Linked DNA regions of Mus musculus: region 1 is linked to region 2. The links are chromatin contacts, called in public Hi-C maps. All regions are on one chromosome and are shown on one strand. The core of a region is the stretch at or near the end of the contact, and the rest is flanking DNA. Distances in the headings are between cores, read along the strand shown.

Region 1 (6,480 bases), core at 1,064-3,563, 80 kb before region 2:
CCAGATTTTTTTTTCTTCTTTAGGTCATCTAAAATATGGGTTCCAAATATATCCAAGGTTGACCTTAAACTCACAGCAATCTTCCTGTCTAGAGTCTTGAAGTTTGGGTTATAGAGTTTGGTTATCATGTTAAGCTGTTAGTTGATTTTTACCTATTCTAAAACCAATTAGTAGCCTAATGACTTGTAACTTTTTACTTTATTGACAGAGGTCAGTTATAAGGTGAGGATTTTATATTATACTCACTAAGGATTACATTCTCTATGGTTTCTTACTCAAATTTAAAAATTGTTAATTCATTACATCATATTAAGTAAAAGCAGTTATCAGAAGGGAAAAAGTTTCAGTTGATCATTTTCTTGTCTACTGTGAGAAAGATATCAAGGTGTTTAATTATTCAGTTGTCATATAATTATACATGTTGGTACCATGGAGTGAAAATTTATATAATAAATATTATATTAAGGATATTCTGAATTTTAGTTCTGAAAAGCATCAACTAGTACATATATAGTAATGGAAAGTTGGTTTAACAAAAGGCTCAAATTAAAAAAATGAGTTTTGCTGGTCCTTAAGTTCAATAATAATCAATAATTCCACCCTAAAATCAAAATTATACATTAATTGTTTTATATTCATTCATGCTGTCCATGTATTATATAATATTTCCATTTGTTCTTAAATGTACATGCTATAAGTTTAAACATTATTGATCAACTAGAGTTTACATCTAGAAAATGGTTCCTGGATTAGAAAAATATTTGAAAATCATAGCATGCAAGTATGCTAGGGTTAGTAGTGCTATCAAAGCAAGGAACAATGTTATTAACTGGTAGTTTGAACAATCTTTTAGAAGAGAGACTGCATATCTTCTATAGCTACAGAAGATACAGTTGGGAATAGTGTATAAGGAAGTTACAAAACAAACTCATATTTGAGCTAGAATTAAAAGACTAGTTCTTCTAAAATGGGTTAAATTTATGAGCTAACCCGTCATCTTCACAGTTAGCCTAACTGGATTTAACTCATCTAGACAATATGCCTCTGGAAGTGTCGATGATGGCATTTCCAGAGAGGTTTAACTAAGGAGGGAAGACCTACCCTGAATGTGGGTGGCATCATTCCATGGGCCTGGGTCCCAGACTGAATCAAAAGGAAGAAAGAAAAAAAAAGAAAAGAAAAGAAAGAAAGAAAGAAAGAAAGAAAGAGAGAGAGAAAGAGAGAAAGAAAGCAAGCTAAGCACCAGCATTTATCTGTTTCTTGACTGTGGAAACAAAAGACCAGCTCTCTCATGCTCCTGCTGCCATGCTTTCCCCGTTACGATGGACTGAACCTTCAAATCCAAAGTCAAAATAAACCCTTCGTTCCATAAGTTGCTTTGCGCCAGATGTTTTGTCTTGGGCATGAGAAAAATAACTGATAAAATTATTTTTAGACTGGGGGCTGGAGAGATGGCTTAGCAGTAAAGAGCACTGACTGCTCTTCAGCAGGTCCTGAGTTCAAATCCCAGCAACCACATGGTGGCTCACAACCATCCGTAATGAGATCTGATGCCCTCTTCTGGGGTGTCTGAAGACAGCTACAAAGCACTTACATATAATAAATAAATAAATTTTTAAAAAATATATATTTAGACATGATATTGTATTTAAAAGGAGGTGATACAGAGATTCTATGGTCTTCAGGAAAAGAGAAAGAGAGAAAAAGAGAAGGGGAGAAAAAGGTGGTGGGGGGAGAATGTTTATGTTTCAAAATAAATTAATAATCATTTGCACTTTGTATACCAGCAGGTTCAGATTTTTAAAAAATTATATGCATAACTTATCATAAGTTCATCATCCAGGTAGTCAGAACAAGAAATCAAGAGGAACTTGGAGGCAGGAACTTATGCAGAGGTCATGAATGTGCACTGTTCACTGGCTTGTACTTCATTGCTTGTTCAGCCTGCTTTCTTATAGAATCCAGGACCAGAAGCCAATGGGTGCCCCTACCCACAATGGTCTGTTCCCTCCCACATCAATCATTAATTAAGAAAATGCACTGTGTGCCTGCCTTCAGCCTGATCTTAAGGAGGCATTTTCTCTACTGAGAGTCCTTTCCAAATGATTCTAGCTTGGGTCAAACTGACATAAAGCTTGGCAACACAGGCCCTTCAGGGCTGCTTGCTTCCTCTATTGCAGATCTGATACATTGCCTTGTGCTTATTGAAAAATAAACAGGAATAAAATAGTCACAGGAGGCAGACAGAGGGAGGGAAATGTGTGGGAAACAGATGGGAAGGGAATGGGGAGGGCTCAAGATCAGGTATGGGGAGAGACAGTTGAGATGGCCAGATGGCCATGAAAATGAATGGAACTCTGTAATTGACTGGGGTAGGGAGGTGGGGTGCATCTCAAGGACTTGAAAGAGACCTATGATAAGGGAGGCTTCTGTGAATCAATAGGGGTAACTCGCAACAGTGAGGAGGCCACCTCCTTTAGCCAGGTAGGAATCCCTGTGGAGCAATAGGGACACCAACCCACCCACAAAACTTTCAACCCCAAATTTATGCTGTCTACAAGAAATGCAGATATGGAGGATGGAGCAGAGACAAGGGAATGGCCAAACAATAACTGGTCCAACATGAGACCCATCCCATGGGCAAATATCAATCCCTGACACAACAATATTGTGTTAAGTTTGCAGACAAAAGCGCAACATGGCTGTCCTCTGATAGGCTCCACCCAGCAGCTGACTCAGAAGGATGCAGAGACCCACAGCCAAAAAGTGGATAGAGTTTGGGGACTCTTATGGAAGAATAGGGGGAAGGATTGCAGCCCCAAAGGAGATAGGAATTACATAGGAAGACCAACAGAGTCAACTAACCTAGACCCTTGAGGCTCTCAGAGACTGAACCACCAACAAAAAAGCATACATGGGCTGGACCTAGACCTCCCCCCATATATGTAGCAGAAGTACATTTTGGTCTTCATGTGGGTTCTAAAGAACTGGAGCAGGGGCTATACCAAAAGAAGTTGCCTGTATGTGGGATATGTTCTTATAGCTAGTCTGCCTTGTCTGACCTCAGTGTGAGAGTATGCACCTAGCCCCACAGAGACTTAATATGCCAGGGTGAGAGGATACCCAGAGTGGGCCTCTGCTTACTCAGAGGAGAAGGGGAAGGGGGAAAGATTGTGGGAGGGTACACCACAAAAAGGAGGGGCAGTGAGTGAGATGTAAAGTGAATAAACTTTTTAAAAGAACTTCAAAGGAGTGCACAGGGGTCCACCAGCCCGAGAGGTTTCTTCCGGCGGGAGCCTCCTTGGCTCCAGGACTCCGCAGAGGGCAGGCTGCACGGGTGACGGTGTGGAATACAGAGGCCAGCCATTTCTGAGACAGGCGAGAGCCACAGAGCTTCTGAGGCGGCGCCATCTTTGGCTCCAGACAACCGGCCACCTTCCTGGCCAAAGCAACACAGCTTCTGGGAAAGATCCTCTTTTGGGCCTTCATCTTCAGCCAGGAGGAGGTCCAAACACCAGATAACTGTGCACCTTCCCTGAAAGAGGAGAGCTTGCCTGCAGAGACTGCTCTGACCACTGAAACTCAGAGGAGAAAGCTAGTCTCCCAAGTCTGCTGATAGAGGGTAACAAAATCAACAGAGGAACAATCTCTAAACAAAGACAACTATAACAACTAACTCCAGAGATTGCCAGATGGCGAAAGGTAAACATAAGAATCCTACTAACAGAAACCAGGACCACTCACCATCATCAGAACCCAGAACGCCCACTTCGCCCAGTCCAGGGCATCCTAACACACCTGAAAAGGTAGACCTGGATTTAAAAGCATATCTCATGATGATGGTAGAGGACATAAAGAAGGAATTTAATAACTCACTTAAAGAAATACAGGAGAACACTGCTAAAGAGTTACAAGTCCTTAAAGAAAAACAGGAAAACACAACCAAACAGGTAGAAGTCCTTATAGAAAAACAGAAAAACACATCCAAAGAGGTGATAGAAATGAACAAAACCATAAGAGACCTAAAAAAGGTAGTAGACACAATAAAGAAAACCCAAAGTGAGGCAACGCTGGAGATAGAAACCCTAGGAAAGAAATCTGGAACCATAGATGCCAGCATCAGCAACAGAATAAAAGAGATGGAAGAGAGAATCTCGGGTGCAGAAGATTCCATAGAGAACATCAGCACAACAATCAAAGAAAATGGAAAATGCAAAAAGATCCTAACTCAGAACATCCAGGAAATCCAGGACACAATGAGAAGACCAAACCTACGGATAATAGGAGTGGATGAAAATGAAGATTTTCACCTCAAAGGACCAGCAAACATCTTCAACAAAATTATTGAAGAAAACTTCCCAAATATAAAGAAAGAGATGCCCATGAACATACAAGAAGCCTACAGAACTCCAAATAGACTGGACCAGAAAAGAAATTCCTCCCGACACATAATAATCAGAACATCAAATGCACTAAATAAAGATAGAATACTAAAAGCAGTAAGGGAAAAAGGTCAAGTAACATATAAAGGCAAACCTATCAGAATTACACCAGATTTTTCACCAGAGACTATGAAAGCCAGAAGAGCCTGGACAGATGTTATACAGACACTAAGAGATCATAAATTCCAGCCCAGGCTACTATACCCAGCCAAACTCTCAATTATCATAGATGGAGAAACCAAAGTATTCCACGACAAAAATAAATTCACCCATTATCTCTCCACGAATCCAGCCCTTCAAAGGATAATAACAGATAAAAACCAATACAAGGACGGGAACCACGCCCTAGAAATAACAAGAAGATAATCCCTCAACAAAACTAAAAGAAGACAGCCACAAGAACAGAATGCCAACTTTAACAACAAAAATAACAGGAAGCAACAATTACTTTTCCTTAATATCTCTTAATATCAATGGTCTCAACTCCCCAATAAAAAGACATAGACTAACAGACTGGCTACACAAACAGGACCCAACATTCTGCTGCTTACAGGAAACCCATCTCAGGGAAAAAGACAGACACTACCTCAGAGTGAAAGGCTGGAAAACAACTTTCCAAGCAAATGGTCTGAAGAAACAGGCTGGAGTAGCCATTCTAACATCAGATAAAATCGACTTCCAACCCAAAGTTATCAAAAAAGACAAGGAAGGACACTTCATACTCATCAAAGGTAAAATCCTCCAAGAGGAACTCTCAATTCTGAATACCTACATTCCAAATGCAAGGGCAGCCACATTCATTAAAGACACTTTAGTAAAGCTCAAAGCACACATTGCGCCTCACACAATAATAGTGGGAGACTTCAACACACCACTTTCATCAATGGACAGATCATGGAAACAGAAACTAAACAGGGACACAGTGAAACTAACAGAAGTTATGAAACAAATGGACCTGACAGATATCTACAGAACATTTTATCCTAAAACAAAAGGATATACCTTCTTCTCAGCACCTCATGGGACCTTCTCCAAAATTGACCATATAATTGGTCACAAAACAGGCCTCAACAGATACAAAAATATTGAAATTGTCCCATGTATCCTATCAGACCACCATGGCCTAAGACTGATCTTCAATATCAACATAAATAATGGAAAGCCAACATTCAACTGGAAACTGAACAACACTCTTCTCAATGATACCTTGGTCAAGGAAGGAATAAAGAAAGAAATTAAAGACTTTTTTAGAGTTTAATGAAAATGAAGCCACAACATACCCAAACCTATGGGACACAATGAAAGCATTTCTAAGAGGGAAACTCATAGCTCTGAGTGCCTCCAAGAAGAAACGGGAGAGAGCACATACTAGCAGCTTGACAACACATCTAAAAGCTCTAGAAAAAAAGGAAGCAAATTCACCCAAGAGGAGTAGACGGCAGGAAGTAATCAAACTCAGGGGTGAAATCAACCAAATGGAAACAAGAAGAACTATCCAAAGAATTAACCAAACGAGGAGTTGGTTTTTTGAGAAAATCAACAAGGTAGATAAACCCTTAGCTAGACTCACTAAAGGTCACAGGGACAAAATCCTAATTAACAAAATCAGAAATGAAAAGGGAGACATAACAACAGATCCTGAAGAAATCCAAAACACCATCAGATCCTTCTACAAAAGGCTATACTCAACAAAACTGGAAAACCTGGACGAAATGGACAAATTTCTGGACAGATACCAGGTACCAAAGTTGAATCAGGATCAAGTTGACCATCTAAACAGTCCCATATCACCTAAAGAAATAGAAGCAGTTATTAGTAGTCTCCCAGCCAAAAAAAGCCCAGGACCAGATGGGTTTAGTACAGAGTTCTATCAGACCTTCAAAGAAGATCTAATTCCAGTTCTGCACAAACTATTTCACACAAGAGAAGTAGAAGGTACTCTACCCAACTCATTTTATAAAGCTACTATTACTCTGATACCTAAACCACAGAAAGACCCAACAAAGATAGAGAATCGATCCATACTTATCTCCTTGTA
Region 2 (6,276 bases), core at 594-3,093:
AGAGCCTTATTCATTTTACAACTAGACAGAGAAAAGGAATAACAGTTTCTCAGAATGAAAACCCAGGAAGCCAAATGGCTGTCATTTCTCCTTCAGTTTAGTACGTATACACAAACGTATTTTGTCCACTTATTTGGCTTTAACACCTTGGAAATACTACTTTTTGTGTGTCTTTTCCTTCTCTTTAAAATACCATTGTTGCTTATAAACCGATGCCAAAGTTAATATCTAAAGTGTTTTTATTCATTCAAATCAACTTAGTACTAGGCTCTTTGATACTGACGTCTCAACAATTTCCAGCCCTGCAAATGTATGTGTGTGTGTGTGTGTGTCTCCTTGTTTCTTCACAACAGTAAAGTAGAAATATAACAGGCCCTAAAGCCAATTCAAAACTTACCTTGCAAATCTGGAAATAGTCTGAAGTCAGGCTTTCCTGAATTTCCTCTCTCGGAAGCCCTGCAGTCCCTCCTGGATGGACAGAGCCACTTCCAGCCCCACCACTGTTACTGCCACTGCTGCTACCACTGCCAGGGGAAGAGGCAGTTAAGCCATCCAAAACTTTTCGGAAATTAAACTTCTTCATTTTAAACACTGTCGAAAAATTAAAAGGAAAAGAGAAGTGGTCACAAACATGGAATTTTACGGGGCAAAAGCCTCTATCTTTTCATTAGTCAAGGCAGGAGTAGCTAGTCCCCATTTTATGAGCATTGGATGTAATCGACGGGGAAGAGGGGTTCGGGCTTCATGTCCTCAAATTTTAACTTTAAAAGGGATATCTTTATAAGATAAAGAGAACACAACTCCAAGAGCAACAGTATTCCTTCCTTCGCACATTCAGATTTTCAAGGGCTTTATCCCCAGCTGTAGCTATGCTTTATCAGCACTGGGGTAAAAATAAAAGGCCGTGTCATCATCGTCATTAGCATTATATCATCATTATTATACAATCAAACCAGAGCCCAACAGACCAAGACCCTATGGACTGTTCTGAAAGGGGGGCTTTCCTTCTTCAGGGTCAACTCATAAATTTTTATTATCGGAAAAAACGATGTTGTAGGGGAACCAGTATTTACTCTTCCACCATGTTTGGGGCTCCCCCCCACACAATCCCATCATCTTCAAAGCTTCCTTTTTCTCAATAGAAACTAGGGGACAGGAAAAAAAATGGCTTTTTTCCATCCCATATACCCAAAAACCTAGACCCCAAAACATCTGCGGTGACTCACGGCCACAGCCGACGGGAGGGGCGAGCGGGGACCGCCTGCCTCCACCTGTCCCCAGCTCCTCTCTTCTGCCCCTCTCCCGCCTCTGGTCTCCCGTGTCCCCTCCCCGCCCGGCTCCCCCTCTGCACAGCAGCGGCTCTCCGGGGGATGTGAGGCGGTGACGCCTGCGGCCCGAGTCCCGCCTCAGCCTGCGGGGCGCGCAGAGCTGGCTCTCTCGCTCCCTCCCAGCCAAGCAGGGCGCTGAGGCTACCACCGCGGGCTACGAGCCCTGGAGCCCTCACAGACAGCCGGGAAGCCACACGCACCTCAGACAGCTGCGCGGGCGCGCTCTCCCTCTTGCACAGGCACACACACACACACACACACACACACACACACACACACACACACACACACACAGGCGTGCGCACAGGTGTGAGGGCAAGCCGCGATGGGACAGCACGGGTGTCCCTGGGGACCCCAGACTTAGCACCTTCCTCAGACGCCACTAGCCGCCGGCCAGCCCGTGAGGCGGAGGGCGCGGAGGCTGCAGGCTCACAGGCGGGCGAAGGTCCAGCCCGGATCCGGCCGCTTCTCGGGTCCCTCTGGTCCTGGTGCCTGGCGCTCTCCGAGGTCCTAACCGAGCGGGCGGGTCTGTCTCAGGCTCCGCCCCCGCCGTGGGAGGTAGGCCCCGCCCCAGTCGGCCCGCACCCTCCTCCCTCCCAGACTCTCGCGCCGGGGGCGGGGCACTCTGGGCACCAGGGGGGCGGGACATCCTCTCGCCAATCACAAGCTCCACTGACCTAAGTCTTAGGGATTCCAGGCAGGAAAGAAGTTTGGGGATAGGTCAGAGAAAAAGCCAGTGACAGGAGGAGGGGATCATTTAGGAAAGTAGGTGATGTATTTGATTGACAGCCATACTAGCCAGTATGCCTTGGCGCCGTGCTTTGGGGGCTGTAATTGGTGCTACCTGTTGAAGGACGCAAGTGTGAATCAATAGAATGCTTGCAAGCTTGAGAACTTGCGCTCCGGGAGTCCCAGGCTGCAGAAAGGGTTACCTTAGGTCGTGCTCTGGACTGTATTGTGGACCCGGCTTTTGGACCGGGCTTATTTTGCAGCCTTCCCCCACCCCCCAGCACCCCTTGAATCTATTTCTGCTCACCAGGGCCAGGTGCATCTAATAGACGATCTCGCTGCCCTGCTATATGCGTTGAACGTAGATTTGTAAATAATCCCTACAAACTGTTAGTTCTCTCCATTAAGTCATCTGTACCAAAATGAATTGGTTTTCGGTGGAAATGTTGGCTTCCAAATCTTAAGGAAATGATTTGCCTACTTTATACAGCCTATGGAAATAGACCAGCGTTCCCCTTCTCCACATAGACAAATTAAATTTTTGAGGAAACATTTCTCTCAAATCATGACAAGATGCATCTTAAGCTTTTTTCTCATTTGAATCATTTTGGAAAATACTCTATTCCATACAGGAAAAAGAAACATCGCACCATTGTGAAGAAGGTGATGTAGTTCTGAGCCCTGACTGGCTTTTGGTAAAAGGCTCAAGGTCCATAACTAACTGTACACTTTAATCTAAGCAACAGGGATCATTAGAAATCGTCCCAAATATTTACTGTCCTACATCTTAGGTATGAAACACCACTTCCAGACCCATCCCTTTCTCTGTCAGAGATGAGAGGGGAGAAAGGGAAGACTTGAATGCCTTATGAATTACTCAGGCAAATAGCAAAGAAACCATGGCGATCAAATCGCGCTCAGATTTTCGGAAACTCAGCTCGGTATTCACATTCTCATTTTGAATGTTCTACTCCTTAACACTTGCAGCACTTCTTTTTGTAACCCTCTCACACTTTCACGGTCAAACCCAGATAGTGATTTTCTTAATAACCATTAAGGAGTAGAACTTTGTGCTTCTAGTTAATTTAGTACCTGGCACAGTATTTCTCTTAGAAAGAGCATTCAAAGGGCTTTAGACAATGGATTAGTTACTGGCTATAAGATAAAGATTTATGAGATGATATCTAACTTATCATGCTTGGGAGGAGTGAAAAATAAGTATGGAAACAAATTTCATATGTGTTATAAACTGGATCTTGAAGTGCTTCTAAATCCTATATCAGATACCTAACAATACCTGTCTTTTGCTGTCTCCTGTTGCCTTTTTTTTTTTTTTTTTTTTCCTTTCTGGCCCATTGTTCATTTCCAAACATCGGAGTTAATGAGAGCTAAAAGATTTTCTTCCTCTTTTTACGTCTAGCTTTTCTTTGAAAGGAGGCGATTTGGTGAGTTAACCATTATTAAATAGAGTGATGGATTTAGAATGCTTTCTTTGCTTCAGCAAAATTTGACCTACCTACTTAAGGGTCAATATGAAAACAAGCCCACAGCATGTGGAGGTCTGGCCTTTTGGTAAAAGTGAAGGAAGAAGATATTCCAGTTCAGCAAAGAGACATAAAATGTTTACAAACAAAACTTAGGTCACTCATCACAAGCATCATACTATCACAAATGTATTCTATGAAAAAAAAAAAAAACCAGAACTGATAAAGGAAAAGCATATTAAACAAGTTAACAAAGATCATGAAGGGAATTCAACAACCTGCTAAGTTAAAAAAAAAAGCTATAAAACACACAGCAGTCCAGATGGGATGACAAATAGGTATGAAAAGTAGAAGAAATGTTGTGTCAAAATATACACGTTTCCAATAAATATTAGAAAGTTAAAACAGCTGGTAAGGTGACTCGGTGGTAAAACATTTGTCTAACTTGTGCAGGGCTGTGCTTTCATTCTCCTAAATAAACACACACATAAAATTAAAAATAAAATGAAATACTATAGTTAGGACTCTCTGGCATAATTTTAAATATTAGCAATTCTCTACAGTAGCACAATAACTTATACATGGTGAATATCCAGCATATGTTAACTTGAATATAAGATAACAAAAGGCAGGAGGCACCTTGTATGTTGGGAAACAGTAAAAAGAATCTTACTACATGAATCATAATGAAATATTTGTGAATGCACATTCCATCCTGAGTTAAAAAGCAACAGGGTGTTATTGTATAAACATTTGGGAAAGGGAATGAGATCAGAAGATACAATATAGCCTATAAACAATATAGAAAATGCTAGAGCTGGGTTAAGTAATGATCACTCCTGGCTTCTTCCTGCCCATGTGACAAGTATAAAGAGCTATATGAAAGAAAAGTGGCCTGAGCTTGATACTTGCAACAAAATAAGTAAATCACAAATCTAATAATCAAATCAACAAAGCTAATAAACTGGAAGGTGTTTAGAATATGTGTCGAAAAGAAAGTACAGCTCACTTTAAGGAGTTACAATCTTGGACTCAAGCCAACAATGAGGGGGATCTAAGCTACTTTTCTACACTGAAAGAGCAATCAAAAAAATTGCACAAAAAACTATACTCATGTGACACTTCTAATAGAAAGGAGTACTTGATGAATTGGCTGAGCTTTGATAAAAGCATGCAGGGAAGACAAAGCAAACTTGTAAATGGTATATTGTATATATAAAGTCCTACCGGGTGGGTGTCACCTATATCCCAAACACTGGAAGCTGTGAACTCCATAAACATCTCATCCATTGACTGCTCATTATAACTCTAGGAGATGGGTAGTTATTCTCCCCACATTATACGTATAAGAAAACATAAGTTTCAGGGGGGAAAAATTGCCTACAGTCACTTAAGATAATCTAGTCTTCAAATCTAGGCCTAACTTCAAAGATTATGTTACTTAACTATTACTAATTTAGAAAAAAAACTAAACAAGGTAGAATAGAAAGGGGGGGGGTAGTCAGTTCTTCTTGAAAATGTAGCTATACATGATTAGTTTACCAGAACTCTTATAACAGTACAAATTGGGTTTCTTAAACAAGAAAATGTATTTTCTCACCACGTTGAAATCTAGAGTTATATTATCAAGGTATCAGCAGGTTTAATTTCTCCTGAAACTTCTAATTGGCTTGCACCTTCTCTGTGGTCTTGCTTGGTCTTTTATCTGTGGGCCAGAACCCTAATGTCAGTGTGTCTAGATTCCCTCATCTTATGATACCTATCAGACTATAGTAGAGGCCACCTTATTGGCCTTGTTTGAATTGAATCTTTATTTTTTTAATTAGGTATTTATTTCATTTACATTTCCAATGCTATCCCAAAAGTCCCCCACACGCTCCCCCACCCACTCCCCACTACCCCCCCCCACTCCCACTTCTTGGCCCTGGCGTTCCCCAGGCCAAGAAGTCTGCACGGCCAATGGGCCTTTCTTTCCACTGATGGCCGACTAGGCCATCTTCTGATACATATGCAGCTAGAGACACGAGCTCCAGGGGGTACTGGTTAGTTCAGAATGTTGTTCCACCTATAGGGTTGCAGATCCCCCCAGCTACTTGGGTACTTTCTCTAACTCCTCCATTGGGGGCTGTCACAATGCCAAAGGAAAATTTTTTCTGACGTTAGGTTGGGGCTTCGACATATGAATTTGGGTGGAGGGATATAACTTATTCCATAACAGTAAATTTGACAATTTCAGGAGAGGATCTACTATGAACTAAATCTGTGTCAATTTTTTTTCATCTGGCTTCTCATTTAATCCTCATAGACATGATACATAGTAGCTATTGACAACTCCATTTTATAGGTGGCAAAACTGAAGCAAAAACAAAACAAAAACAAAGAAAGAAAAGAAAAAAAAAAAAAACAGTGAAGCCATGAGCCCAAGATCATACATCAGCTTGGAAACAGACTGAGATTCATCAGCCCCATTCCAAAGCTTCAAAGCCCTCTATTCATGCTGGTGGTTTTCTTTTAAGAAATCTCATTATACAGATCTTTGATATTTAAAAAAGTTAATTATGGCCAGATTCAAGTATGAGGATAAGACAGAAAGAAAAATAAAAGATATCTCCTCAGGAGTTTGGATACAACTAAAAGACATTTACTAATAGAAGGGCAAAGAGAAGGAAGAGCAAAGACTTGGGGGATGGGCAAGCTCACGGAAGGGTGTCTCACAGGAAAGCTTGGTATAATCA

What was found. A called contact is a pair of places that touch in the nucleus more often than the background predicts.
Region 1: a Hi-C map of cerebellar granule neurons shows a contact between it and region 2, with 2.9 times the contacts expected there. The contact joins the enhancer-like site here to the promoter of Stxbp5l in region 2. A contact is called at or near these places in 6 of 39 promoter capture datasets (3T3-L1-derived adipocytes, embryonic stem cells, frontonasal cranial neural crest and 3 more), 5 of 484 Hi-C or Micro-C datasets (brain, cerebellar granule neurons, cerebellum and 1 more) and 1 of 9 other capture datasets (liver).

What each region holds. Positions count from the first base shown.
Region 1 is chr16:37,302,353-37,308,832 of GRCm38.p6, forward strand. The region is part of intron 5 of Stxbp5l (syntaxin binding protein 5-like); the gene reads right to left. Among named protein-coding and RNA genes, the nearest start is that of Stxbp5l, 79 kb to the right of the region's middle. Within about 2 kb of position 2,314, at least 1 of the 459 cell types and tissues checked has an H3K27ac peak or open chromatin away from gene starts, as enhancers often do. A contact at or near this core is called in cerebellar granule neurons, where this site is marked.
Region 2 is chr16:37,383,115-37,389,390 of GRCm38.p6, forward strand. It overlaps Stxbp5l (syntaxin binding protein 5-like), which reads right to left and starts at 1,844. Exons shown (of 28, transcript NM_172440.3): 1 at 1,696-1,844; 2 at 398-591. The coding sequence starts at 583.